Regions from separate parts of the Mus musculus genome. Here regions 1, 2, 3, 4 and 6 are each linked to region 5. Evidence: chromatin contacts called from public HiChIP or PLAC-seq and promoter capture Hi-C data. All regions are on one chromosome and are shown on one strand. The core of a region is the stretch at or near the end of the contact, and the rest is flanking DNA. Distances in the headings are between cores, read along the strand shown. Region 1 holds the start of Tfdp2 (transcription factor Dp 2). Region 2 holds the start of Gk5 (glycerol kinase 5 (putative)). Region 3 holds the start of Msl2 (MSL complex subunit 2). Region 4 holds the start of Xrn1 (5'-3' exoribonuclease 1). Region 5 holds the start of Mrps22 (mitochondrial ribosomal protein S22). Region 6 holds the start of Pccb (propionyl Coenzyme A carboxylase, beta polypeptide).

Region 1 (4,287 bases), core at 1,686-4,185, 2.4 Mb after region 5:
ATTCAAGTTAGTTGTTCAAATAGTTTTGTCTTAGAAACTATGACAGTGAACTCAAAAAAAAAATGTAAAAATAGGGGGCTGGAGAGATGGCTCAGCAGGTAAGAACACTGACTGCTCTTCCGAAGGTCCTGAGTTCAAATCCTAGCATTACATGGTGGCTCAAAACCACTCATAATGAGATCTGCCACCCTCTCTAGTGTATCTGAAGACAGCTACAGTGTACTTATCTATAGTAATAAATAAATCTTTGGGCCAGAGTGAGCAAGGACTGAACAAGTGGGGCCGACCAGAGTGAGCAGGGTTGACCAGAGTGAGCAGAGGTCCAAAAATTCAATTCCCAACAACTACATGAAGGCTCACAACCATCTGTACAGCTATAGTGTTCTAATATACATAAAAATAAATAAATAAATAAATAAACAAACAAACAAATCTTTTAAAAGTATAAAAATAAAAGTTATCTTGCAAACCATTTCTAAGGGTTCATTAGCCTTCAGAAATCCTTAAAGTCCTGTTATCACAGGTTAAGATAGAAAGGTATTAAAAAGCAAGTACATTTAGTTTTGGGGGGAGGTGTAGGGGGTTGTTTGTTTGGAGGAGGGCACAGGTGTGGAACAGTCAGAGGATAACGTTCAGGATGAGCTCTGTCCATCCACACTGTGGATCCCTGAGACAGACAGAGATAAGGTCAGCAGACTTGGAGACAAGCACCTTTACCCACCGAACCATCTCGCCAGCCCCAATTTATAGTTAATCATCTTTAAAACCCTTACAACCCCCAATCTAGTTTCTTCTGAGGGCCATCATGACACATACCAAAGTAAACCTAAAAGATGAAGAAAGGAGTGCACAGCCTATTTCAAAGTGAGGTCTTGTTACTGCTGTTTTATATTTCCGGGGCTGGGCGTCAATCTAGGTTTAGGTAATTACCCTACCACTGCGCTATTGATGCCCCAGCCCTCAAACCGTACTGGAGGTCAGTTAAGAATTTTGGCTGCAAGGGTAAAACCTGCACACGGCAAGGACTACATATTCGCAAGGGGCGAGGGAAGGGAATTACGGCCACAAAATAGTAATATGAATAACTAAAACTACTTTACTATGCCTGGAATTAAGGCAACAGAAGGGTTTACTAAGTCTCGGGACTTTCTTAACAAATGTTAAGTGCTGCATTCCTGACTCTGCAACCACATGCCAGCACTGGCTACTGACACCATATCTGCCATAACACTAAACTAGTTCCAAGGCACAAGATGTTCTAAAACTAACTCTGCCCAGAGCCAGTACACAAGCGTGACAGAACCTGGGGTCTGGCCGGCGCCTTTATCTCCTGATGCAATTTGAGAATGGACACTTACATGAATTCCAGCAATGGGATAGTGGTAAAGCCTTAGTAAATCGTAAGATAATCAGTGACTGGAAGAGGCAAGATGCAAAACAAACATTTTATACTCAACTTTGAATTCTGCCACAGTGGAAAAGAGGCTAATGACTTAAACCATACTGCCTAGTTACGATGACTTCAAACCATTAGGAGAACAGAAAACAAATGACCCAGAAAAATTCTAAGTCAAATGAAACACAGCAGCTGGCTCTGTAGAGGGGTGTTTTCTAACCTGTGGGTCATGACCCCTTTCTAAAGGGAGTCGTTCTTGCCTAAGACCATCGGAAAACCTAAATATTTACATTGCAATTCATAACAGTAGCAAAATTACAGTTATGAAGTAGCAACAAAATGCTTTTATGGTTGGGGTCAGGTCACAGCATTAGGAAGGTTGAGAACTGCTGGCCTAGAGGAGGCAGGATAAGGGGTTGGAGCCCCTTGAGATGAAAGGAGGAAAGACAGAAGTCGCCAAAGGCTCAAAGGTACTTTCAACGAATGCTATGGAAAAAGAATGCAAAGTAAACATTTTGCTAGGCCAGGCTACAAGCCTGGTAACGATTTCAGCCGAAAAGGTGAAACAACATGGGGTCCAGAGTCTCCTCCAGCATCCAGGGTTACGTTATGCATTTAGTAGAAGTGAGCTTTGTTTCAAGTGCATTCCGGAGATTAGCCCTTTTCTCTCTCCCAACACCCTCCCCGTCCTCGCATAGGCAGATGTGGCTCACAGATGAACAAACTGAGCCCACACAAAGCACCGGAACACGGGCGAGTGAGTGTCCACGCACTTCACTGTGCCACCTCTCGGCGGAGCCCACAGTCACTTTCCCGCTGCTCTGTGCACAGCAACCAGGGCCTTGTGCAGAATTCCTCCCAGAACTTGGGCCGAGAAAGTAACCTCTACTTGAAAGGAAAAGTTCTCTTGGGGGAACCTGGGGGTCTTCCAGGTAGGGAGAGCTTTGGAACTCTGCAAAAGCACCCCGCAGAAACAGACTGGAGGATGGTGGATCACGAAGGGAGGAGGGAAAGTCAGAAGATCTGAGTGAGAAGCCCAAGTCAGCCCTTGCCCTTCCTGATCCCGGGTGATGGCGAGCCCGCGGGCTCCGGAGCCTCATCAGGTATTCCAGGGTTGCTTGGCCCCGCTGCAGAGAAATCCTGAGGACAAGCTGAGACTCCCGGGACAGGGCAGGGGAGAGCCGGCCGGCGGGGGGCCACGCCCGGTCCAAAGGCCCCTGGCGCGCAGGCCCGCGCCCTTTCCGGGACCTTACCGCAGCTTGGTGCAGAGGGGCCGCCGCCGGTCCACACAGCCCTCGGCCCACTCCCGGGGAGACGCTTCTTCGCGAGCCGCCGCTCCTCAGGCAGAGCCAGGTCCGCTCGGAGCAAGCTCCCGGCCGCGCAGCCGCGGTCTTCGCGCGCGTCGGAAGCCTGCAGTGCAGGAAGGGTCAAGGCGCGCCCCGCGTGCCAGGCAGCGACGGCCGCACAGCCCAGCGCGCCCGACGCCGTCCGCCCTCAGCGACACGGCCGCGGCGGCGCCGCTTCCCCCGCGCTCGCTTTGGCGGCGGAGCAGCACGGTGAGCGCCGATTGGCCCTCGGCTGGCATGACGCGCGCCGACGCTCTCCACGGATTGGCCGGGCCGCAGTGCGTGTAGGGAGTAAACAAAACCCGCCCCCAGGCTCGCCCCCAGGGCCAGAGGCGGAGGTGGGCGGCGGGCTTGCGGGAGCCTGCCCTGGTCTTTTGACCTCCAAAGCCACTCTCCGCTAGGGGCCGCCCTGAGGCTCTGCCTGCCGCTGGACCCCTGCCACCTAGAGGGCAGCCAGGCTCGCCCTTCCCCCTCCACCACATCAGCCCCTCTCCTCACCTCCACCCACCACCTCGCTTCTCTCAGCTCTAAAGTATGGTTCTCTTTTCCATCCCATCTCTCGGAAAGAAACCGGAACTAGGTCCTTACATCTGGACCATAGACCTCTGATGGGCCACTGCTCCAGGAACACTCGGAAGGCAGAGGGATAAGTGACCCTGAGGCCACACGTGGACCACTGTGGAGGTTGGTCATGCTTCAATTCCTGGGAAAGTGTAGCAATAAATTAAGGCCAGATGCCTTAATTTCGAAGTTGAACCGAAAAAGTTGGAGGCACACACTCTCAAATACCCAGTCATTTATTAAGAAATTCAGGTTGGCTTAGTGGCTCATGTCTTTAACCCCAGCACTCCTGAGGCAGACACTAGCATATCTCTTTAAGTCTAAGGCCAGCCTAGTCAACACAGTGAGTTCTGAGCCAGCCAGGGCTAGACACTTTGACCCTGCCCCCACCCCTCCAAAAAAAGGTGTTTCCCCCTTTCAAGTGCATGGATCCTGTATGAACTGTAGCTAATGTGGACGTTTGGAAGTAAGATAAGAAAATCCGACTTTAAAATACTTTGATCTTTTTCATTTTAATTTCCTCATAGCTCTATGAGCCAAATACTATTTATGATGCTAGGGCTGTGTGTACAAAAGAGACAAAAATTCTTGGCATAATTGAGCTTATGTTCCAGTGAGGTAGGAAAGATGCTTCTTAAAGTTCTTTAAAAAAAAATTCAGTGGTGTGATAAGGGAAACAACTCTGAGAGGGGGCTATTGATGTAAATACCAGCCCCAGAGTGTCAGCTCATGGTCTGGGTGGCAGAGTCGGGAGTTTAGACCAACTGAGTCTACATGAGATCCTTTCTCAAAAACATTAGATAGATAGATAGATAGATAGATAGATAGATAGATAGATAACAGTGAGATCCTTTCTCAAAAAATGATGATGTACATAGGTAGAAACTAAGGCAAGCAGACAGAAAAAATGCATAATGAGGTGAGGAAGCCAAGAGCAAACACCCTTGGCTTTCTCTTTGGAAGATTTGGAGACTATTTCTAGAC
Region 2 (3,991 bases), core at 783-3,282, 2.5 Mb after region 5:
TAGCCTATGCTACAGAGAGAGTTCCAGACCAGCCTTGGATACAGAGAGAGATCTTAAGACCACAAATACACAAACACAAACAAAAACCACTATAACTTATTTTTGTATGTAGTTATCTGCCCAGAAGCACACCCTTAAGTTCTGACATCAGCTATCACGGTTTAAGACCATGCTTAGCATCCCAAAGACAGTGTTCTTCCCATCAGTTCCCAGGCATCGTCTCCACAGTTCTTTACATAGCCAGAGCTCCATCGGTAGACCAGGCAGGCTGGCCTTGAACTCAGAGACCCATCTGCCTCTATCTCCCAGGCCCTGGAATTAAAGGTATGTACCACCAAACCCCAATACTTTCTAAAAATCAAATTTCCTTAAATTGTGCAACAACTATGCAGCTGTATTGCCTACCAACTTCTTAAAAATTTATCAAATTTCATATTTACTTCAGGGTAGGGAGCACACTTGTGCCAGTTTAAAGTGCCGAGGACAGAGGGCAACCTATGCTCTCCTTTCTCCCTGTCCATCTCAGGGATCCAAGCTTAGGAGGGAGGACTGGGAAGTCCTCTTTACCTGCTGAGCCATCTCCTTCCTGAACCAAACTCTCATTCCTTAATTAAAAAAAAAAAATTTAAAATGCACCGTTTCAGCAAAAGTACTTTGTGACTAGAATTGTAAGAAAAACTAAGAAGTATCGTTGTGTTTGTGATAAAGACTTGCAATACGACAAGAGCTCAGTATGTGCCTTAGACCTGTCCTTAAAGGTTGGGACAGGGATGGACTGAGTGGGTGGGCAGTGTTCCGACACAGCTGGCCAGAGAGAGAGCGAGCAGCGCAGTTGCTGCAACTCACCTCCTAGCTCAGATCCCTGAAGGGAACGTCTAGTCTATTTCCTCAAAGTAAATTCTTAAGGCAGTCACTACTTAACTTTTACCCTAGTCGATGTAGGATAGCACAGGGAAAAAAGGGGGGAGCCCAGTGCTGTAAGGAAGAAGTTAAATGGCTCTCATATCCCTTCGCTAATATTTTAAACATTAGAAAATGCTAGTATTTAAAGGAGTAAATAAGAACACTACACTCAATCAACTGCATTGACCACTGTATAGAAATTAGCGCTTTATTAAAATGGGGGTTGGCTGTTAACTAGTATCATCTGAGGTTTAAGGCTTTGCTAACAAAGACCAACCAATGCTTTGGCAGGCTTCTCAAGCCAGAAGATACTTTTTAATGAATTCTCAAAGATGGAAAGAAATAAGGATAACAAAGCTTTCAAAATGTGCTCAGTGTCTCCAATATCCATGGAAGTTAAATGTTAATGTGAGGACCTAGCACTTTTACGAACGCAACCAGTAAGGTGGCTTGGCGGTAAAAGTACTTCTGCCAAGCCTGAAGACCTGAGTTCAATCCTAGGGACCGGGCCAACATGGTGGAAGGAGAAAACCGATGCCCAAGAAAGTTGTCCTCTGACTCCTAAATGTGTGCCATATAGCACGCGAGCACACACAGATACACAAATAATAAATGCAACGAATTGTTTAAATAACACAACCGAAAAAAAAAAACCCACAGTTTTATATTCCATCAAAATCTGAAGAGCTAAAAGGCATAAAAGGTCGACGAGGAAGTGCAGAAAAACCACGCAAATCACTAACCACCTTCTGTCCACATATACACAATCTGCCCGCGCTGCCCCGAGAGTCACCTCGGTTCCACCCAGGTAAAGCTAGAGCGCTGAGTCCCGCGGGACAGGAAGCGAGAGACAGACACCGGGCCACGCCGGCCCGAGCCCCCCAGAGGTGCAGGAAGAGCTAGGGTGCAGTCAGATCCCGAGACCCTCCCGCCGCGCCTAGTCACCTTCTGCGCGCTGGAGCCTCGCACTCGCGCCGTCTGGTCATAGACGTGGCAGCGGATCACCGTGCTGCCCACGTCCAGCCCCAGCACGAAGCGGGAGGGCGGCGAGGCCGACGCGCTCAGTTCCTCTCGCTGCCGCTCTGCACGCTCCTGCTGCCCTGACATCGCGACCCCGAACACTGCAGTCGCCACGGGCCGGCCAGCGCGGAGCTATAAACGCCAGACCCCGGGCGGAGAGCTCGCGGCCCCGCCCCTCCTACACCGCGCCCTGTCCCGCCCCTCGACGAGTTAGGCTCCGCCCCTTCACAAGACCCCGCCCCGCCTCGTTCAGCCCCTTCGGGAAGCCTTGCTACCCCACGCTCCGCCCCTAGCACCGTGACGTCAGGGCAGCGCGCCGAGCAGCTCGTGGGAATTTGGCAAAGATGGCGTTTACCGCAGCGCTGTACTGGATGTCACCGTTCAGCGACCGTTACTTTGAAACTTTTTAGTTCCCTTCTAGCCCAGATTACTTTTTTACGAATATCTGTTAGGAAAAATCAAGTGAGATGAAAAAATTTTAAACTTTTTTTCATGTTCACTTAGTTTTTTGCCTGTATTTATGTGTGTGAGCCACATGTGCCTGATGCATGTAGAAGTCAGAAGAGGACCTCCGACGATTGCAAGCTTCCATGTAGGCAATGATAACCAAACCCCGGTCTTCAGCAAGAGCAACTAGTGCTCTTAACCAGTGAGCCATCTTTCCAGTCCGTGGGAAGACATTCAAAAGTATAGGAGGTTCCTCATGAAGTCTTCCCAGAAAAGCTTGCATGTATTACACAACGATGAATAGATGTCCAAGTTTTGTATGGCACTAAAGGGCCTTTGCCGCGACACAAAGTTTAAATTTCGTGAGAATGTTTTGTGGGTAGCTTATCAGCTTAAAGGAATATTTTCTTGTTTATATTACTCTGTTAGCCTACTTGCTTCCCAGAGATTTGCCAAGTTGGATTTGGGTTGTCACTTGAAGCTTGACTGTGAACACCATATTTATTTTTGTTTGTTTGTGGCTTCTCTTAATAGTCTGTCTCTACACAGCAATGCCTATTTGCACCATCTGGCACAGGTCTGCCCTATATCGTTGGTGACCAATTGGTCATGCATGAATGTGTGTGTGTGTGAGAGAGAGAGAAAGAGAGAGAGAGAGAGACTTTCCAGCGTTGTATGCATGACTAATAGTCCTATGCTGTCCGATTCTCTTGAGAAACTGAAACTGTACAAATACCAGAGGGAAGGCAGAGCCAGAACCTGAGAGCCACAACTGAAGTTTGACCTTGTTCCTCAAGGCAATCTCTTACTAGGACCAAAGGCTCCCTAGGATTCTATATGCTCTTGTCGTGAATAGGCACCAAACTCTGGTCCTCATGTTTGACTGGCAAGCACATTACCTACGGAGCTATCTCTCCCAGTTCCTGAGGGAAAGAAACTTTAAAGAATTGGTTGTAGGTCCAGGCAAGCTTAGAAACTTGTAGGGCCTGCTGGCAGCCTGGAAAAGAAGGCACACTTCCATGCTTACAGTTTTGATTTCCTCCTTCCCGAAGCTTGCCTTTGCCCTTTTCCAAAGCTTGCCTGGTGTTCAACTAATCGGGGGAAGCTCAGTCATGTGTGTGTGTGTGTGTGTGTGTGTGTGTGTGTGTGTGTGATATCTTTACTGGGGATACAGATTTAAATGTCAATCACATCTAAACTACACCTCCCACAGCAATGTACAAGTAACCTAGTCAAGCTTATTCATACAGTTAGCCATTAGTTTCCCTGCTTACAACTAAGAAAAGTTCAGTGTAGGCAGTGTTAACAGTTGGTGTACTTCTCACAGAGGTATTTCTTGGGGGTTTTATACTCTGCGACTTTGTGATCATTTTCGTAAGGTCAAACATCAGCAGTTTCTAAAGTGTGAAAGAGCAGATCTTAAAAAATACTTAGTCTAGAGTTTTTAAAAAGTTTCTCATTTTTGTTTTATTTCTCTTGAGACAGAGTCTGAGTGTACCAGAGGCTGGCCTAGAACTCAAGCCACTCCTCCTGACTTCGCCTCACATTGGAATTATAGCAATGCGCCAACAGGTCAAGCACAGTTTTCCAATTTCAAACAAATTTGAAACCTTGACAAATG
Region 3 (4,120 bases), core at 1,296-3,795, 2.5 Mb before region 5:
AGAGCAGGATGCTTATCTGGCCCTTGAAAGCCCTGGGCTGCCCACTCAGCGATGCAAAAAGCAAAGGTTTTCAAGTTCCAAGCACCGTCCACAATCACCATTTTCTAGCAGAGCTAAGACCTGCCCATCTGGTAAAGAGGGTTAACATATTTTCAAGTGTTAGCTGAAAATGCCTTTACTAAGTACAACTGTCTACAGAATAATATGGCCATGACCTTACTGACCTGTCTGTCCCCTACTTTACCACTTCAACAAACCTACTGATCCTCCTCAAAAACAAAGGGGGAGGCATGTCAGGGAGAAGTTGGGCCACACCAGAGCCTCAAGCTTACACGCTCTGTAAGTGAACTCAGAGGCAGGGCCCTGATTTTGATGACCAGCGCCACTAAAAAATTAAAAATGAGACTGCAAGAGAGAATACCATTAAACCAAGCAAATTCTCAGTCCACTCCCCTTGGCTTTATCTAAACTGAAAGCAAACTAACAGCACCTAGCCCTAAAGCCCTCACTTCACACACCAAGACGCTGAGGCCTAAGGCAGCGGTTTAGTCATCTGCTCTGAGCGACTGCTTCCCTGTAAGTACTGTGTGTTAGTCGTCAAGGCAAGTGCTTAATCACTTGGTTGCTTAAACGCTTACGAAATTAAGTACCTAACCAGGAAAAACCCAATCTCCACCCTTTTGGCACCCCTCAGAGTCCGGCCCTGAGCTATACAAAAATGATGGATGAATCCTGAATACCATTTCTATGGCTCAGCCATTACTATCTCCACTTCAAGGGCCTCAATGTCTAAATTGTGACTGAACAGAGAGTCTGGGTTAACAAAGCCTCCAACACAGTAAGTGGAGAACATCATCAGTACTTCCTTGTTGCTCTCATTTCTATTAAACGTCTCGTTTTCTAATAGGCGGAGGACTTATACCATCTCAAGAGGGACAGAGGATAATCGTTCTGGTTTTCTGAGTGTCAAATACTATTTGTGCCCAGTTAACACGAGTCATCACCCTTTAAACACTTTCCAGTTAGACAATATTTTCACTCATCTCTTACGATTGATTAAGTATTGTAACCGACAGGGGCTAATACCCTTTGAAAAAAATCTTAAAATAATCCTCTGAAACGGGACATGGCTGTGCATGCCTGAAATACCGGCATTCAAGAGACTGAGACACTAAGACCACTAGTTCGAAGTCCGCCTAAGCTACATAGTAGGAACCTGTCTTAAATAAGCAAGTAAATAAACAATGCGACTCTGCCAGGCCACCTGACATTAAAACTACAGAAAATCTAGTCTGTAAAAAGATCTCACCAACTAAAAAGTACCATCAGCTTCATTAGGTCAGTGCTAACCTTCAAACCATCTGTTGTAGAACCTGGGGCACTGAGGTCTCTGGCTGGAGGTGCATCAAGATTATACCATCCACCCTCTGCAAAACACGAGTGCAGTGCATATTTCTTAACAATGTTTGACCACATTTAATGACAATGGTATTCAATCAGTTCCCGCAGCAGAGGTTTTAAAAAGAAGGCAGCATGCCGCTGGCATTTCAACCCCATTTAAGACATCACCGCTATACGTGTGAAGCCGTCGAAGAATTTTTTAAAATGTATTTTAAAAAAATAAAACACCAGAAAGATGTGTCAAAGCGAAATAAAACCATTTTGAACGTTAAAGCCTCCGTACAAAGGTGGCTGAAAAAGGCTCTCGGCCTTTCTGAAACGCCGGGCAAAAGTCCCTGGGCGACTTTCAAAACTAACGACCGTGTACTACTGCACAGTACCACCCCTTAAGACGAACTACCGGCCGGCCAACCGTTCACGTTACTACTGCCAAAGGAACTTTAGAAAACAAGCAGGGAAAGGGGAACAATAAAGAAGCGTCTCACCGCAAACACAGCACGAGAGGGACTGTCGGAAGTAAGGCAAGAGCCTGTTAATCTCTGTAAACGCCTTGGGGTCTCCGGGGTCGTAGTTGAGCACTAGGCGGCTCGCGGAAATGTAGAGAGCAGTAGCATTCACCGGGTTCATTGCAGACACTTCGACACCAATGGCTCCCGGTTGAAAAGAAATTCCGGATCCAAGTTTGTAAGCAGCCAGGGAACAATGGCGAATTTAAAACAATTCGGAAGAAATCTGAGCAGAACCCCTGGCCAAAGCAGCAACCAAAATCCGTGCAAGTTTGTGAAGCTGAAGCAATCCTCCCACACATGGGGGCCTCGGCGCCCCTCCTCTGTCCCTGAGACTTGCAGACCAAAGAGAGACAAGCGAAATCAGCGATCGAGTTCGTCCGACACGGCCGCGGCTGGGTGCTCCGGACGGGCTCCGGGTTCGCTCTAGCCCCGCGGCTCGGCGGGCGGCCTGCGCTCGAGCAGCATGTCCGGCCGCGGAGGCACCTCCGGGTGGAGCTGGCGCGCACGGGAGCGGGCCCGGTGGGGTCCAAGCGGTCCACACGTTTCTCTTCCGACGGCGGGGCCCTTACTCCATCGCAGCGACGTCGCGGAGGCAGCGGGACGGTGGGGACTACGGCGCAGGCGTCGGATTCCCGGGTCTAGTGCCAGCAGCCGCGGCGGCGGAGGTTGCTGTTGCTGCTGTGGCTGCTACTGCTGCTGCTGCTACTGCGGCGGGAGCGCGCCGCTGCCGTTCTCGCCATGCCGGACGCGGGGCCCACGCTGCGCCTGGCGCGGCAGGCGGGCGGGAGGGAGGCCCCCGCCCGAAAGGGAGGCCCGGGAGGAAGTGCGCGCGGGGCCCGGCGGCGGGAGGGGGCGGGGAGCAGGCCCGGCAGGCAGGCAGGCAGGCAGGCAGGCAGGCGGCGACGGCGGCGCCCCTCCGCTTCTCAGCCGCACACTTGGGGTCACCAGCGCAAGCGCCGCCCCCTCACAGCCCGGCCATCTTTTCGGCACGGCACGGACGACTCCTCCAAGCGCGACTGCCACGGTGCTGCGCCGCCGCCGCCGCCGCCGCCGCCGCCGCCTGCCTGCCCAGCCGCGGTTTAAGCGAGCTCACCCCGCCAGGCCGCCGCCGCCGCCACCCAGCGCGCACGACCAGGCCCGCTGCAGGCCCCTCCCTCGCGCCTGGCCGCCCTCACGCTTCTTCTCGCGCCGCTCTAGCTCCGTTGGGCCGGGGCTACTCCGGCCGCAGTAGATGGTGCGGCGCCTCAGGCCCGGCCGGTAACGACGACCGTTACCCCAACGGGCAAAGACACTGTCATCCCCGAGCCTCCCCCGCCGCCGTCGTCGCTAGCCCTTGTACGCATGCGCACAGCGCGCTCTCACCCCCCCTCCCCACCCCCACCCCCCGCCCTTCCTCTCCCTCCGCTTCCCTTTTCCCCTGCTTCTCCTCTAAAAGCCCCCTCCACACCCTCCCCGCGCTGCCGGCTTCACTGCGCATGCACAAACCCCCCCAACACACCCACCCCGACCCTACCGCCTTTCGCCCTTACGCGTGCGCTTTGACCGCCCACCCAGAAAACCGGATAAACACATTAGCCCGCTCACGCCAGCCCCGCCCTGCCCCGCCGCCAGCACACCCCGAGCTCACTGCGCATGTCTGGCTCGCCACTTACGGTTCCGTGCACGGAGCATGCTCGGTTTCGAGCCGGACGCGCTCTCCGCCCCTCCCCCACGTGCTCTCCAATCCGGTCTCCCAGGCGTGTGGGTTGTGGTGAATTGGGGTAGCGGGCACGGTCTCCCCTCGCGTGGGCTGCCCGCGTCGCGCCGTGGGGCGGAGGTGGGGGGAGGGTGTTCGGGGACCGGAGTTGACCCCAGTGGGAGGATGGCAGCCCAGCCCCGGCCTCGCCGGCCTCCTCCCGGAACCTAGCGCGTGGCGGGCCGTGGACTAGGCGCTGGCCCACAAGTTTGAAAGCCACTCCTCTAGGTCCCCAGCGAGCCTGCCCTTGTGCGTGGACACAGCCCGCGATGTATGCTCTGGTTCTGTAGAGTCCGAAAGTGTCTGAGTCCTTCGTTGTTCTGCATTAAAACACACACACGCACACACAAAGCTTTTGCCTTTTTTGCAGAAGGCTGAGGACACTTGGATATAAATAAAGCCTAACAGCGTGATTCTCCCCTCTCAAAATACAAACCCGTTTTTGGGTAGCACAAATAGAAACTGCTCTTCCGAC
Region 4 (4,394 bases), core at 1,709-4,208, 2.6 Mb after region 5:
TCAGGGCTGGAGAGATGGCTCCATGGTTAAGAGCACTTGTTATTCTTGCAGAGGACCTATGTTTGGTCCGCAGTATCAACATGGTGATTCACAATCATCTGTGACTCCAGTTCGCAGGGTCCAGGACTCTCTTCTGACCGTTAGGGGCACCAGGCACGGAGGTGATGCACAGACATATATATATATACACACATTCATACACATAAAAATGAAAGAAGCTGAAATAAGTAAGTAAACAAATAAATGTATGTCACTTGGCCGCAATACTTTTTTGTTGTTTTTTGTTTCTATATGAACTGAAATTCCTTAAGCTTTAGAATGAGTGGGCTCAGAAAAGCCTTAACTTCACAAGTCTCTTTCTTTTGCAGTTTTTCAATAATGTTTTAAAACATGGTAGTGTATTTTTAAAGATCCCTTGACTCCAATTCTTCCTTTCATCAGGATCAGTTTCTTCTGTTTCCAGTATGCCTTCCATGGTAACATTTATTTTATTCTCAGCCATTTCTCCTTAGGGCATACTGTGCCACATAACGATCCTTTGGTAGGTCAGCTTTGAATGTCTAGGTGGGATACTGCTTTTTCTTCTTCACTCAGTCAGTCTTAAAAAATAAAATAAAATAAAGCCTCCCTCCCCCAGCTTTAGGTACTGTTATCTAATTGGCTAGTCCTTTGAAGCCTACAGGGTATTCTGGAGTTCTGTTCACAAGTTCATCAGCTAGTTCTTCTTTTCCTCTCAAACTGTCTAGAGTCTCTTGGTAGTTTGCCCTCATCTAGTAGTGTTTGGACTCAGTAACATGGGGCTACTGAATCACATGAATTCTATCTATTTTCATTCAGTGGTTCAAAGGATGAATAACTGTGCTGATACCATCCTCACTCTCGTTCTAAAACACATCGCTCCCCATCCTCTCCCTCTGGGTGTGCTTCTGTTCACCCTGGCAACCACACAGGAAACTAAATGTTCTTCATTTAGTTTTTTTTGTCTGTTTTTTGAGGCAGGGTCTCTCAGTGAACCTGAAGCTCACTGATCAGTTGGACGAGTTGGCCTGAGAGCCCTCAGGCTTCACCTGTCCCTGCTCTCTAGTGCTGGTTACAGGTGCTCTATGCTGCTCCCGGCTTTTATGTGGGTGCTTGGGTCCTTCCCTCCTAGTCTTCCTTTTTTGGTCTTCTGTTAAATAAAATATTTGTGAAAGGCCTAACTTTGATACATCGAGTTTCTTGTTTTGTCAGGTCTGTGTTCCATGGCTGTCAGTTTATCTACCTACCTCTGCCTGCTCAGTGCTGGGATTGAAGGTGTAGGACACCATGCCCCGCTGACACACCAACAAGTTTTAAAGTTTATTTTCAGTGTAATTTTAAAGCAATCCTTACTTTCAATCTACTGTAAAACTTTCACAAAATCTATCTTGCTTCCCATGTCATGATGTTGCTTTAAAAGACTGTTTTGTTTTTACAATGAAATTCCCCAGGATGGTGAACCCAAGATATTTTTACCAAATAAATGTCTGTGATCAAAGAGCATAGAATAAAAATGTTATTGAACACATTAGGCTAGAAAATATTTATTGATTAAAGATCCTGAAAAAGAAAAACAATGCCTCCATTTTCACTTTTCTCCCTGAAAATAAATACCATCTAAATTTAAGTCAACCAAATTCATACCATCTAATCTTAACTAAAATAAGGGGAAGACAAGTCAGCATTTTCGAACTTTTTATAAGGTTTCTTTTATATGCCAACTTTCATTAGAAGTTAATATCAAAAGAATCCTTTCCAGAGGCTGGATTCTATCTTTAACCTTATAAGTACCTTAAAACAAACAAACAAAAAAAAAACCCCACATAATTGACAACTTCCAGTATTAATACAGTGCTACTTATCACAAATAATTTATTAAGTATACAAATTTCAAAAACGAGTTTTTTTTTTCTGTAAACCAAAGTCATTAAATGTGACATACTACATTATCATTCAAAGTCTAGTTTACCTATTAGAACATTTGGTTTCTCTCCTCCGTCATTCAAACATGCAGATATATTCTAGTATATAGTATATATAAATATACAAATACACACTTTTAGAACTCAAAAAAAAAAAAAACCCGCTGCTGTAGGGTCATTATACACTAAGTGTTAGTAATAATGTTTCGAGATCTTTCTGCCATACTAAAGCCTTTAAGCACCATTCCCCCCACCTCCCCGCCCCATCCCTGCGCTCCATCTAAACGTTTTGTTCGTTTAGACAATAGGGGGGTCGGTCCTGTCTGGGGGCTAACGGGAGCATGAAAAAGTATCACAAACCCAAGACACTAGCTAGCTACAGCAACCGGTCCAGGCATTGAGGTTAAATGCAGCTCTTCACAGCTGGAGTGCTCCGCGATTCCACCACGGGGACGTTAGTGCTTGTATACCGTCTGTTGCTTTGCTTGGGATGAGGGACCCGAGAAGTCGTCCCACACAGCTTCGCAGCCTAAAGCGAAGCTCCAGGTCCGGTTCCCAGGAGGACAGAGAGGGCTCCTTAAAAGCCTTCCCACCAAGGGCTCCTTTGCAAGTCCTGGAGTGCCTTCCCAGGGGGAGCTCAGACCTGCCGCAAGCCACTCTGTTCTGACCTGCCTCTACCTGGTGCGGCTACCCGGGGGCCGCCAAGCCTCCGTTCCCCTTCTCTTCCCCCCGTTCGGCCGCTGACCTGCACCGCGGGCAGCTGGAAGGCCGGGGTCCCACAGCGCAGAGAGGCCCGCGGGCCCGCTTTCTGCGCCGCGGCCTGAGCTCACCCACCTGATGCTCCTTCACCACTTCGCTGAGGCAGGGGTACCGCTCCGAGATCCATCGGTAAAACTTGGGGACTCCCATTTTGACCGTCGACACTAATTCCAGTCGGTGCAGAAACGAAACCAAACACCCCGCCCGGGCCTCCGCCGCCGCCTCCGGCCGTCGCTCGGAGGATGACAACACAAGGTCCGCCAGACCATAGAGCAAACCGTGGGCCTAGAGGGGCAGGACGGCGCTGGTGGGCGGTGGGTCCTGTCTATCCCGCTGCCTCGCTCTTCCATACTCGTTGGTGACAGCGCAAGAGGTGTGATTTGCGCATTAGGTGAGCTCAGGTTTAAAATGCCAGTTGATTGAGGTGTGGACTTGCGGATGGTATAAGAACGTTTAAGAGACAGTTGGTTAGCTTTATGTTAACTTGAAACATGGCAGAGTCGTTAGAAAGAGAAACCTCAACTGAGAAAAACGCTGCTTCCAAATTGGCCTGTGGGAATATTTTGATTACTGATCAATGCGGGAGGGCCCATCTGAATGTGTGCTGCTGCCACCCCTGGGCCGGTGGTCTTTCGGTATGTGAAAAAGGCTGAGTGAACTAGCCAGAAAGCAACATTCCTTCAGAGCTTCTTCAGTTCCTGCCTCAAGTTCCTTTGATGATGGGCTGTGATGTGGAAGTGTAAGCCAAGTAAACTCTTTCCTTCCTAAGTTGCTTTTGGTCATGGTGCTTATAACAGTAATAGAAACCCTAGTAAGAAAGGTATTGGACACTTGCTTTTTGTACTGTGGGCTTGTCCCTCGTGGGATCGTTAAATTTACTATTTTTCAATGTGGACTTGAAAAAGTCTGGTTAGCTTGTGAGAGGAGTAATTCTCTGAGTAATGTAAACCTACAGAAGAGTTTTAATTTTCTAATATTTTAAAGAGTTTTATAGTTTTCCTCTTTATATCTTTTATTAAATTACTTTATTTACATTCCAACCCCCCCCCCCATCCTGACTCCCCCTCCCGGAGTTCTTTAAGCCCTCCTCCCAACTCTGAGAGGGTGCTCCCCCATCTGCTTCCACCTCACATTTCCGCTTAGGTCATCCCCATTGAGTCCTAGTAGCCTCTCACATCCCAGATCTCTGGGACTTTCTAGAGGTTCCCCATGGGCCCTAACCTCCACTGCTGCATGTTGATTAATTCTCCTGGCCCTCTGGGCATCCCTCCTTTCCATACCTGATCCCGCCCCTTCTTTTCCCCTTCCTCTCACCTCTCCGACCCAATTTCCTCCCTCTGCCTCCCATGATTATTATTCCTCTTCGAGGTGGATTTCAGGTATCCACACTTGGGCCTTCCTTCTTGTTAAAGTCTGTGAGTTGTATTGTGGGAAAGAGTAATTTCCCACCATTTCAAGACTCTGGGTTACTCCCCTCATCCACAATTTTTGATACCCTGTTTCAAAACAAAGAAACCAACAAAATTCAAAAAGCCGGTTGTGGTTACTTAGGAGGCATAGGAAGATCAGAAGTTAAAGGCCATCCTCAGGTACATTGTAAGTTCAGGGAGATCCTAGTTGATAAGAAAGCCCATTTCAACCCCAAAACTCAAACCTGTGTGGCATGAAAGTTTGAATCTCAGCACTTGAAGGATG
Region 5 (4,076 bases), core at 1,222-3,721:
TGCATGTGTCCCAGCATTGATAGAGAGGGTGGAGACAGGAGGGTCCCTGAGGCTTCCAGGCTGTCCAAGAAAGCATGAGCCCCGAGTGTAGAGACAGACCCCCATGTAAAGTGCACAGGAAGAAGGTAATAGATTAGAGCACACAGATAGCCACATAAACTCACATATACAAATAATCAAACAAATAAATACGCAAATAACCTTTTAAAACTCAAACAGAAACACAGGCATGAATTTCCAAAAAACCAATTATTTGGGAACAAAGATTAAGATTAGAAACAGGGGCATGAGTACATAAAACTGGGGTGATCCCTGATATGTTCAGTGGACAAAGAAAAAGTTGTGGGTTTTACTAAGATAGTCTCAATCACTTTGAAATGAAGGGAGATAGGGTTTTTTTGGGGGGGGGGGCACTTTTTTGCTTTAGAAAGCTGACAAGCCTCAGAAATGACTGTGTAAGCCAGTCTAACGGTCACAGCAGCTCTGGTACTTGTTACTAAGTAAAACTATTCTTAAAGGCAGGGGAGCCTTTGTCAACGGATTGGTTTAGCTCTTGCAGTAAGTGTTCATAGCTATAGTGTCTCCTGTGGAGAGGAGACTCCTTTACAATGGGATAAGCTAGGAGTGACTCCATTTTGTTAAATGAATTTTCACAATGGGGAATGGGGAAGAAAATAGGTGAGGTTAGGAGTTAAGTCTCTCTCTATCCAGCAAATTCAAACACATATTTGTTCAACAACTTTCTTCTGCCAGGCCTAGGGCAAAGTGCTTACTTAAGCTGACTAATCTATGGAAGGAAAAGAATTGCACTCCCTAGTCACCTAGAAAAGAATATAATGAAATCATGTGCCCACTCATCCATCCGTCCATCCATTCATCCACCCACCCACCCATCCATCCATCCATCCATCCATCCATCCACCTATCTATCCATCCATCCATCCATCCATCCATCCATCCATGCATACATCCACCAATCCATCCATCCATCCATCCATCCATCCATCCATCCATCCATCCACCAATCCATCCATCCATCCATCCACCAATCCATCCATCCATCCATCCATCCATCCATCCATCCATCCATCTATGCATCCACCCACCTATCCATCCATCCATCCATCCATCCATCCATCCATCCATCCATCCATTGATCCATCCATCCATCCATCCATCCATCCATCCATCCATCCATCTATGCATCCATCCATTTACCAATCCATCCATCCTTCCATCCATCCATCCACCCATCCATTCTTTCATTCAACAAGTATTTGTTCTGCACATAAACAGTACTAGGTAAAATTATAATAATGTATAGGCATAGCCTTCATGTGGTGAGAAAAATAAGCAGATAATAAGGAGAATGACCAGAAATTATAGAAGGGCCGATGAAGGGAAGGTATAAGGTGATTGGTGGTTATGGATTCAGAATGAAGAACAAACATTTGGGGTGCGTTTGAAAAGTTTGAAAGAACTGCAAACAGTTGGATTTAAACCCGCAAGTGGGGGAAGAGGTCTAGGAGGGCAATACACATTCATTATTCAGAACCATAAAACCAAAAAGAAAAGAGAAAAGGAGCACAGAGGAAAAAAATACAAAAACAAAACAAAAAACCTGTACACACATCGAGAGACTCAAACACGTACTTGTGAATAAGCAGTTGGTGGGATGTTGCACGTGCCCATGTGTTGTTAGGACCCGAACCTAGGGCAAGTACTCTAGTGCTGAGCTAAATTCCAAGCCCTTATTTTGTTTCTTTTGGTTTTTTTTTTGTTTTTTTTTTTTTCGAGACAGGGTTTCTCTGTGTAGCCCTGGCTGTCCTGGAACTCACTCTGTAGACCAGGCTGGCCTCAAACTCAGAAATCCGCCTGCCTCTGCCTCCCAAGTGCTGGGATTAAAGGTGTGCGCCACCACGCCCGACTATTTTGTTTCTTAATGTATGTACTCTTAACATGTATGTATTATGTGTGTATGCATGTGTGTGTATGTGGTATATGTCTTGTATACAAATGATAAAGCTAATACTATAAACAAACAAACAAAAGTAAATGGGCTGGTGAGATTCCTGCTCAGGTTGTAAAGATACCTGCTACCAAGTTTCACCTGAGTTCCATCTCTGGGTCGAAAGAGAGCGGCGACTCTCCCAGGCTATCCTCTGACCTCCACATACAAGTTCATGCGCATGCACACACAAACAAAATTACTTTAAAAAAATTCTTTAAAAAGTTCATTCCCACATCTGTAATCAGAGGTCAGAAAGCGGATTGCAGCGGGTTTGAGGTCAAGACTGCAGAGACTGTCTCTAAGAGGGAAGCGGGGCGGGGCATATAGCTCATTCCATACAGTGCTTGCCTTGCTTGCACAAAGATTTTAGTAGTTTTAAAACGCTTCCGCGGCGCCTTGCCTCCACCCAGACTACATTTCCCAGAATGCTGCACAAAAACCTCTCGAGCCGGAAGTTGCTCTATCGATTCCGGCGCAAAGAGCGTCTGGTAATCATGGCTGCAGTCAGAACACCGTTGTCGCTGTGGAGGTTCCAATTGGGCTCTCGGCGAGCACGGCGGGTCTGTACTCGGGCCACAGCCCAGCGCCACCCCGATGCTCTGCTCGCGACGCGGCCCCAGCCATTCGAGGTGGGGCAGCCTCGCCGCCTGCTCAGCTCCGAGGCAGGTGAGTGACCGCCAGAACTCTGCTGAGCGCCCGGGAAACTTAGAGCTTGCTCTAACGAGTGAAGGCGGCTTGTCAGACTGCGTGCGGCTTCCGTCCGTCCTTGCAGAACTTATCTAAGTCCTCATTCATTCATTCATTCAGTCACTAGTGCTTGCGTGCCGCCCCTTGCAAAGCATTACACTACATTAGCTTGGGGCATGCTGTAGGGTTGACCTGGACTCTGTTATCCCAGTGGCGATTGGCAGAGTTCTGTGATCCAGGCTACGTCGGGCATGGGGGGAGGGGGGGGCGGAAAGCACTTAGCTGCCTTTCAAACTATGTTGGACGCATAGGGATGAATCCCAGGGAAAATACGGGCAACGCTGCCACCAGGCTAACCATGCTAAGGTTAAAAGAACAAGAGGACACCATAATAAGCAGAGGTATAGAGAAGAAACTGAACGCTGGTATTTTGGGGGAACGTATTTTGGAGTTAGGATTGATAATGTCTAAGTAAGTGTCCAGGTTTTGATGGTAAGCAGTTGAATGGAGACTCGTGGCAAGCTAGAGAACATTAATGGTAGAAACAGTTTATGTGGTTGATTTTTGAGTTTGGATTGATGACTCGGTAAAATGAAAATTAAAAAACGGGAAAGGAGGCGGAATTTTGCTTGTTTTGTGTTGAAGTTGAGATGTCTTTGTTATTCCAGGGTCAGTATACAGTTAGATACAAATTGAGGCGCACTGGAGTAAAAAAACGATCACTAGAGTCGAGCAGGTGCGTGAGCTTGTCTCAAGACAGTGTAGTGCTGAGCATGTATATAGTTACTGGAGCTTGTGGGTGACCATGAGAATAAACACAGGAGTTTGGTCTTCAAAGAAACGTTCTCGTTAGTTTTGTGTCAACTTGACACAAGCCAGAGTTATCTGAATGGAAAGAAATGCCTCCATAAGATCCAGCTGTAGGACATTTTCTTACTTAGTGTTTGAGGTGGGAGGGCCCAGTCCATTGTGGGTAGTGCAATGCCTGGGCTGGTGGTGGTCCTGGATTCTATAAGAAAGCAGGGGGAGCAAACCAGTAAGCAGCACCCCTCCATGGCCTCTGCATCAGCTTCTGCCTCTGGGCAACTTGTGTTTGTGTCCCGACTTCCTTCAACGATAGACGACTACACTGTGGAAGTGTAAGCCAAACCCTTTCCTCCCCAGCTTGCTCATGGCCATGGTGACTCATTGCAGTAATAGAAACCCTAACTGGGACAGAGACTAAATCTCTCAGTGGCGGACACAGTCAAACCATGCGAGTTTTAAATGTGAAAGCTTTAAATCATCTTGCTTGCGTTTTTTAGCAGATCACTCTCAAGGAATCTTTGTGGGAATGGTTTGTAGTGAGTTCAGGAAAGAGTCAGAGAAGCCAAGGTAA
Region 6 (4,392 bases), core at 903-3,402, 2.4 Mb before region 5:
GGCTGTTGTCCAAGATCACACAGAGGTAACTGGTAGAGATGACCTTATCCAGACTGTTCTAACATCAGATGCCTGGGCTCTTGTCCTGGGAGAGACATAAGAACTCAAGGGTTTCTCAGGCTTCCCCACCCCCAGTTCCCCACCATCATGAAGGGTGCCAAGGCTCTATAAATAAATAAATCTTAAAAAAAAAAAAAAAGCAGGGCCAAGAGCTCTCTCATCTGGTGTCCCGTAGATGTAGGAGTTCCTTGCCCAGTCAGGAGTCTTCAGACCTTGGACAGCTTCTGTCTATGTTGAGGGAAACAGTTCTAAGAAACACAACTTGCGGCAAGTAGGTGGCTCAAAGATGATTATTCAGCCATGTTTAATCCCAGTACTTGAAAGGCTGAGGCAGGTGGATCTCTGAATTTCGGGCCAATCTTGTCTACATCATGAGTTCCAGGCCAGTTTAAGAGAGAGAGAGCCTCAAAACGTAAATGAAATAAATAAATAAAATGACATTAACGTTAAAGTCTCAGGCCAGAATTTGAACTCTGTGGGAGTCCTGCAGAGAGGTGGAGTGAGGTGGATTTAGGAAGGGTTAATAATCAACTCTGGCAGGCTTTTTTTATTTTTTTATTTTTTATTTTTTGGCTAAGAATGAGAAATATGCACCTTGTACTTTGCCTTAAAGACCTGCCACTTCGCTGGGTAAACAGATGAGAAAGCATTCATAGTAGAGTTTTCGAAAGCACTGGAGCAGCACTTCTCAGATGTTAGCATCTGAACTGACTAAAGGGTCCTTGCTAAGAGGTCAGCAGCCTCCCCCCCCCCCCCCCGCCCCCGCCCCCCGCCCCCGCCGCCGCCTTGCATCCCCTCTGATTAGTAGGTCTGAGCCCGAGCAGTCTGCTCCTAGTTTACTTTTCCTATTTCCTCCCAGCTAATGCCAAAGCCGCTGTGTTGACAAGATTCTCTTCTTGACCAAACTTCGGTCAGGCTCTACTGAGCATCTCTTGAATAGAACTGACCTTGGCTCCCAGGTCCTCTCTTCTAGAGGGTAGCTTTGCCAAGAATCCTGCTAAGTCAGTTATGCCAGAATCTTCCACCCTTGATGAGGGATCGCCCTCCATATTTGATAAGGTTCTTCTTCCACTGTCCCCCAAATGATGTCTGAGCACCCTGGCTTGCCTTCAACCAAGCAAACGTTGTTTGTCAGATTGCTCCTTGCCCTGTGTTCCCTATTAATTTTCTATCCATTGAGCTCCCTCCCCGATACATCTTGTCTTTGGTGTATTCGGGGTTGAGGCCAACCTCTCTCCCCTACTGTAAAACCCTATGGAGCCTAGACCTAGCACAATGGTCTCTAAAAGTTTACTTCACCATTCTGTGTCTCGTCACAAACTTAAAAAACATCAAATAATTTGTGTGTATCAGAGTTTGGGCGTGCACATGTGGAAGTCACAGGACAACATGGGGTGTCAATGGTCCCCTTATTTGTGTGAGAATTGGGTCTCATTTGCTTCTGTACATGCTAGGGTGGCTGTTCCGTGAGCTTCCTGGGATTCTTTTATTTCTGTCAGCTATCTCACCTAGGCAACCTCTCTGTACAGACACTCATTACTCTGGCTGAGTACTGAGTTTGGGGACCCCAATTTTGGTCCTCATACTCAGGCTGGCAAAGGCTTTAACTTAGCACTGAGCCAAGTAGCTTCCCAGCTCCTCTCCCCTTTAAGAGACCCTCTCTGGAGCTCAATACGTAGCTCACAAAACATTTCAGTCTTGACGCCATACAAACCTACTTCTGTTCCTGTGTATCCCATCTCTGAAATCTGGATATAAATTATTTCAAGGCTAAGTTTTAAGAGCAAAACCTGGCACAGCATTTGGTAAAAGTTGGTCAGAGCTCATTATCTATTCATTTTTGGGGGGAAGAGGGTCGACGAAGCCTGGAGTTTAGATGGCTAACGCAGAACGAGGAATGAAGTCCTTGTTCTGTGTGGCTACACGGGCACAGAGCTGAGAGGCAGGTATTTCCTAGAACAGGACCGCCTTGAGCCTGAATGCAAGCCTGTGACTGCTACCAGCTTTAGGGCCAGCGACGACGCGCAGGCGCAGACTCGCAATGTCTACGCTCTCTGCGCATGCGTCCTGAGGTGCAGTGTGTGTCACGCTGGCAGTCAAAAAAAAAAAAAAAAAAAAATGGCGGCGGCGATTAGGATTCGGGCGGTGGCGGCTGGAGCGAGGCTCAGCGTTCTGAATTGCGGCCTCGGCATCACGACCCGCGGCCTTTGCAGCCAGCCGGTTTCAGTTAAAGAGCGCATCGACAACAAGCGCCATGCAGCGTTGCTGGGAGGAGGCCAGCGCCGCATCGACGCGCAGCACAAGCGAGTGAGTCACGGGCGCCAGTGCGTCCCGCCCCCTCCGCTCCCGCCCTATCACAGCGCGCCGGGCTCGCGGCGCACGAGCCTCCCAGCCAATAGGCGCTGCGCCTGGGAGGGGCGCGGCGAGAACGTCCACCTGGAGAACCTAGAGCCCCCTCGGGTGTCAGTAGACATCTGCACCACTTAGGGAGGTCCCCAGGCGGTGGTGGTGGGCATTGGTCGTCGGATGGATGGATGGATGTGACCGGTCTCCAGCTGCGCTCCACTTAGCAGCTTTGAACTTTTGGGAAAGGTGGTCTTTAGAAAGCACCGTAAACAGAATAATGTCTTCCAGGTCTTGTTTGAATAAGATTGCCACGTTAATCGGCCACAGGCTCTGAATTTAAAAGACGGGATTGTTCTCCCGCTGCCTGAAAGTGTTTATGACAGTTTTTTTTTTTTTTTTTTTTTTCCCTTCCCTCTTCTCGGGGAAGGAAGCAGTAAAACCCAGGCACGAAGTATTAGAAAAAACTTGGTTATGTTCACATTAACCTGGTGTGTTGTCTCCCTGCGTGCTGGGGATTTGTGACGCCTGTGACCGAGGAAGTCTGGTTGGCCTCTTGAGAGGTTCATGTATCGATCTGCTGCATAGGAAGCAGGTGGACTTTCTATAAACTCTCAGGCTACTCTGCTGAGAGCAGCTGAGGCGGGAATCACATTTGAGCTTCTTCTGGGGAGGTCATTTAGCAGCAGAAAAACAAAAAACAACAGAAGCTGGAAGAGGTGACCCTAGACTTGAAGCCAGACTTGCCCAGTGTGTCCTTGACAACTGAGTGAGTCCAGGCAGAAGAGCTGGATAAGTTAACATGAAGGTTCCCTAAGGGAAGGGCTCCTGTGAAGGGCATGCAAGTCTTACCCAAGTGTGTGAAAATCTGGGTCAAATGTTGATTCAGATGTCCTGAGTTAGGTTTGAAAAAAGAAAAATGCTCAAGGAAAACTATTTATTCCTCTTGACACTTAGGGATGTAAATGTGGTTGTAAGGTTTATGGTGAGCCATAAGCCCTCTCTCCCTTGGGGTCCCTCTGAAGGGCTATTAAGTTCCCTGGGAAAGCCTGTCACTGCTCTGGTAACCTTTCTCTTGGGACACCCTTGCTCAGTTGCCTATTGCACCCCAGGCAAGATCCTGATGCTCTTACATTAAGGCCTTCAGAGCAGGTTTTCTGCTGTCAGAGTTTATTTAGTTGGGAGGCTAATTTGTGTTCCCTTTAAGCAAGTTTTTCATTATGTCCGTGAATCAGATGTCCTAAAAGAGGACCAGAAAGTATGAATATCTTAAAATTTATCGATCTGTCTATTATCTATATATCTATCTATCTGTCTATCTCCGTAGTTGTTAGATTATTTCCCCCCAAAGTACATTTGTTTTCCACAGCCTCTTTCCACAGCCTCTTTGGCTTTTACTTTTTGTTTGTTTGTTTGTTTGTTTTTCGAGACAGGGTTTCTCTGTGTAGCCCTGGCTGACCTGGAACTCACTTTGTAGACCAGGCTGGCCTCGAACTCAGAAATCCGCCTGCCTCTGCCTCCCGAGTGCTGGGATTAAAGGCGTGCGCCACCACTGCCCGGCTTTACTGTTTTATTAGAATATCTAATTTAAAGTTTTAAAATTTTTCTTCTTGTTTGTTTAATGTGTATATGTGCTGTTTTCTTAACACAGTAGGACAAGGAATTTATAGATTTGAGGTTTTGGGAGCCTAAGAGGTGGAGGCTTTTGGTAGATTGAGGATTCAAATTCATCTGAAAGGACATTTTGAACTAGGATCTCATGCAGCCCAGGTTGGCTTTGACTTTTCTTTGCAGTCAAGGATGATGCTGAACTTCTGACCCCTCTACTTCTAACTCGCCCCACCCCCAACCCCACCTCCCAGCTCTGATAATAGAGGCATTCATTAATTTTTTTTTTTTTTTTTTTTTTTTTGGTTTTTTTGAGACAGGGTTTCTCTTTATAGCCCTGGCTGTCCTGGAACTCACTTTGTAGACCAGGCTGGCCTTGAA

What was found. Promoter capture Hi-C pulls out the DNA fragments that hold promoters and counts their contacts. HiChIP or PLAC-seq counts read pairs in DNA pulled down with a chosen protein or histone mark.
Region 1: a promoter capture Hi-C map of erythroid cells shows a contact between it and region 5, with 20 times the contacts expected there. The contact joins the promoter of Tfdp2 here to the promoter of Mrps22 in region 5. A contact is called at or near these places in 3 of 39 promoter capture datasets (erythroid cells, hippocampal neurons and pre-B cells).
Region 2: a contact with region 5 is called in a promoter capture Hi-C map of erythroid cells, with 25 times the contacts expected there. The contact joins the promoter of Gk5 here to the promoter of Mrps22 in region 5. A contact is called at or near these places in 1 of 39 promoter capture datasets (erythroid cells) and 1 of 9 other capture datasets (liver).
Region 3: a promoter capture Hi-C map of pre-B cells shows a contact between it and region 5, with 4 times the contacts expected there. The contact joins the promoter of Msl2 here to the promoter of Mrps22 in region 5. A contact is called at or near these places in 5 of 39 promoter capture datasets (the 3T3-L1 cell line, erythroid cells, hippocampal neurons and 2 more).
Region 4: an H3K4me3 HiChIP or PLAC-seq map of stem cell-derived neural progenitor cells shows a contact between it and region 5, with 6 times the contacts expected there. The contact joins the promoter of Xrn1 here to the promoter of Mrps22 in region 5. A contact is called at or near these places in 3 of 39 promoter capture datasets (erythroid cells, liver and pre-B cells) and 1 of 115 datasets of contacts at active chromatin or transcription factors (stem cell-derived neural progenitor cells).
Region 6: a promoter capture Hi-C map of liver shows a contact between it and region 5, with 2.5 times the contacts expected there. The contact joins the promoter of Pccb here to the promoter of Mrps22 in region 5. A contact is called at or near these places in 2 of 39 promoter capture datasets (liver and neutrophils).

What each region holds. Positions count from the first base shown.
Region 1 is chr9:96,194,923-96,199,209 of GRCm38.p6, reverse strand. It overlaps Tfdp2 (transcription factor Dp 2), which reads right to left and starts at 2,935. Exons shown (of 13, transcript NM_001184706.1): 1 at 2,650-2,935.
Region 2 is chr9:96,117,470-96,121,460 of GRCm38.p6, reverse strand. It overlaps Gk5 (glycerol kinase 5 (putative)), which reads right to left and starts at 2,032. Exons shown (of 16, transcript NM_001368879.1): 1 at 1,849-2,032. The coding sequence starts at 2,010.
Region 3 is chr9:101,073,187-101,077,306 of GRCm38.p6, reverse strand. Msl2 (MSL complex subunit 2) reads right to left here and starts at 2,545. Exons shown (of 2, transcript NM_001100451.2): 1 at 1,887-2,545. The coding sequence starts at 2,028.
Region 4 is chr9:95,953,324-95,957,717 of GRCm38.p6, reverse strand. Xrn1 (5'-3' exoribonuclease 1) reads right to left here and starts at 2,958. Exons shown (of 42, transcript NM_001311130.1): 1 at 2,775-2,958. The coding sequence starts at 2,849. It overlaps Gm16794 (a long non-coding RNA gene), which reads left to right. Exons shown (of 3, transcript XR_871036.3): 1 at 1-3,090.
Region 5 is chr9:98,600,074-98,604,149 of GRCm38.p6, reverse strand. Mrps22 (mitochondrial ribosomal protein S22) reads left to right here and starts at 2,471. Exons shown (of 8, transcript NM_025485.3): 1 at 2,471-2,677. The coding sequence starts at 2,506.
Region 6 is chr9:101,032,644-101,037,035 of GRCm38.p6, reverse strand. Pccb (propionyl Coenzyme A carboxylase, beta polypeptide) reads left to right here and starts at 2,152. Exons shown (of 15, transcript NM_025835.3): 1 at 2,152-2,367. The coding sequence starts at 2,179.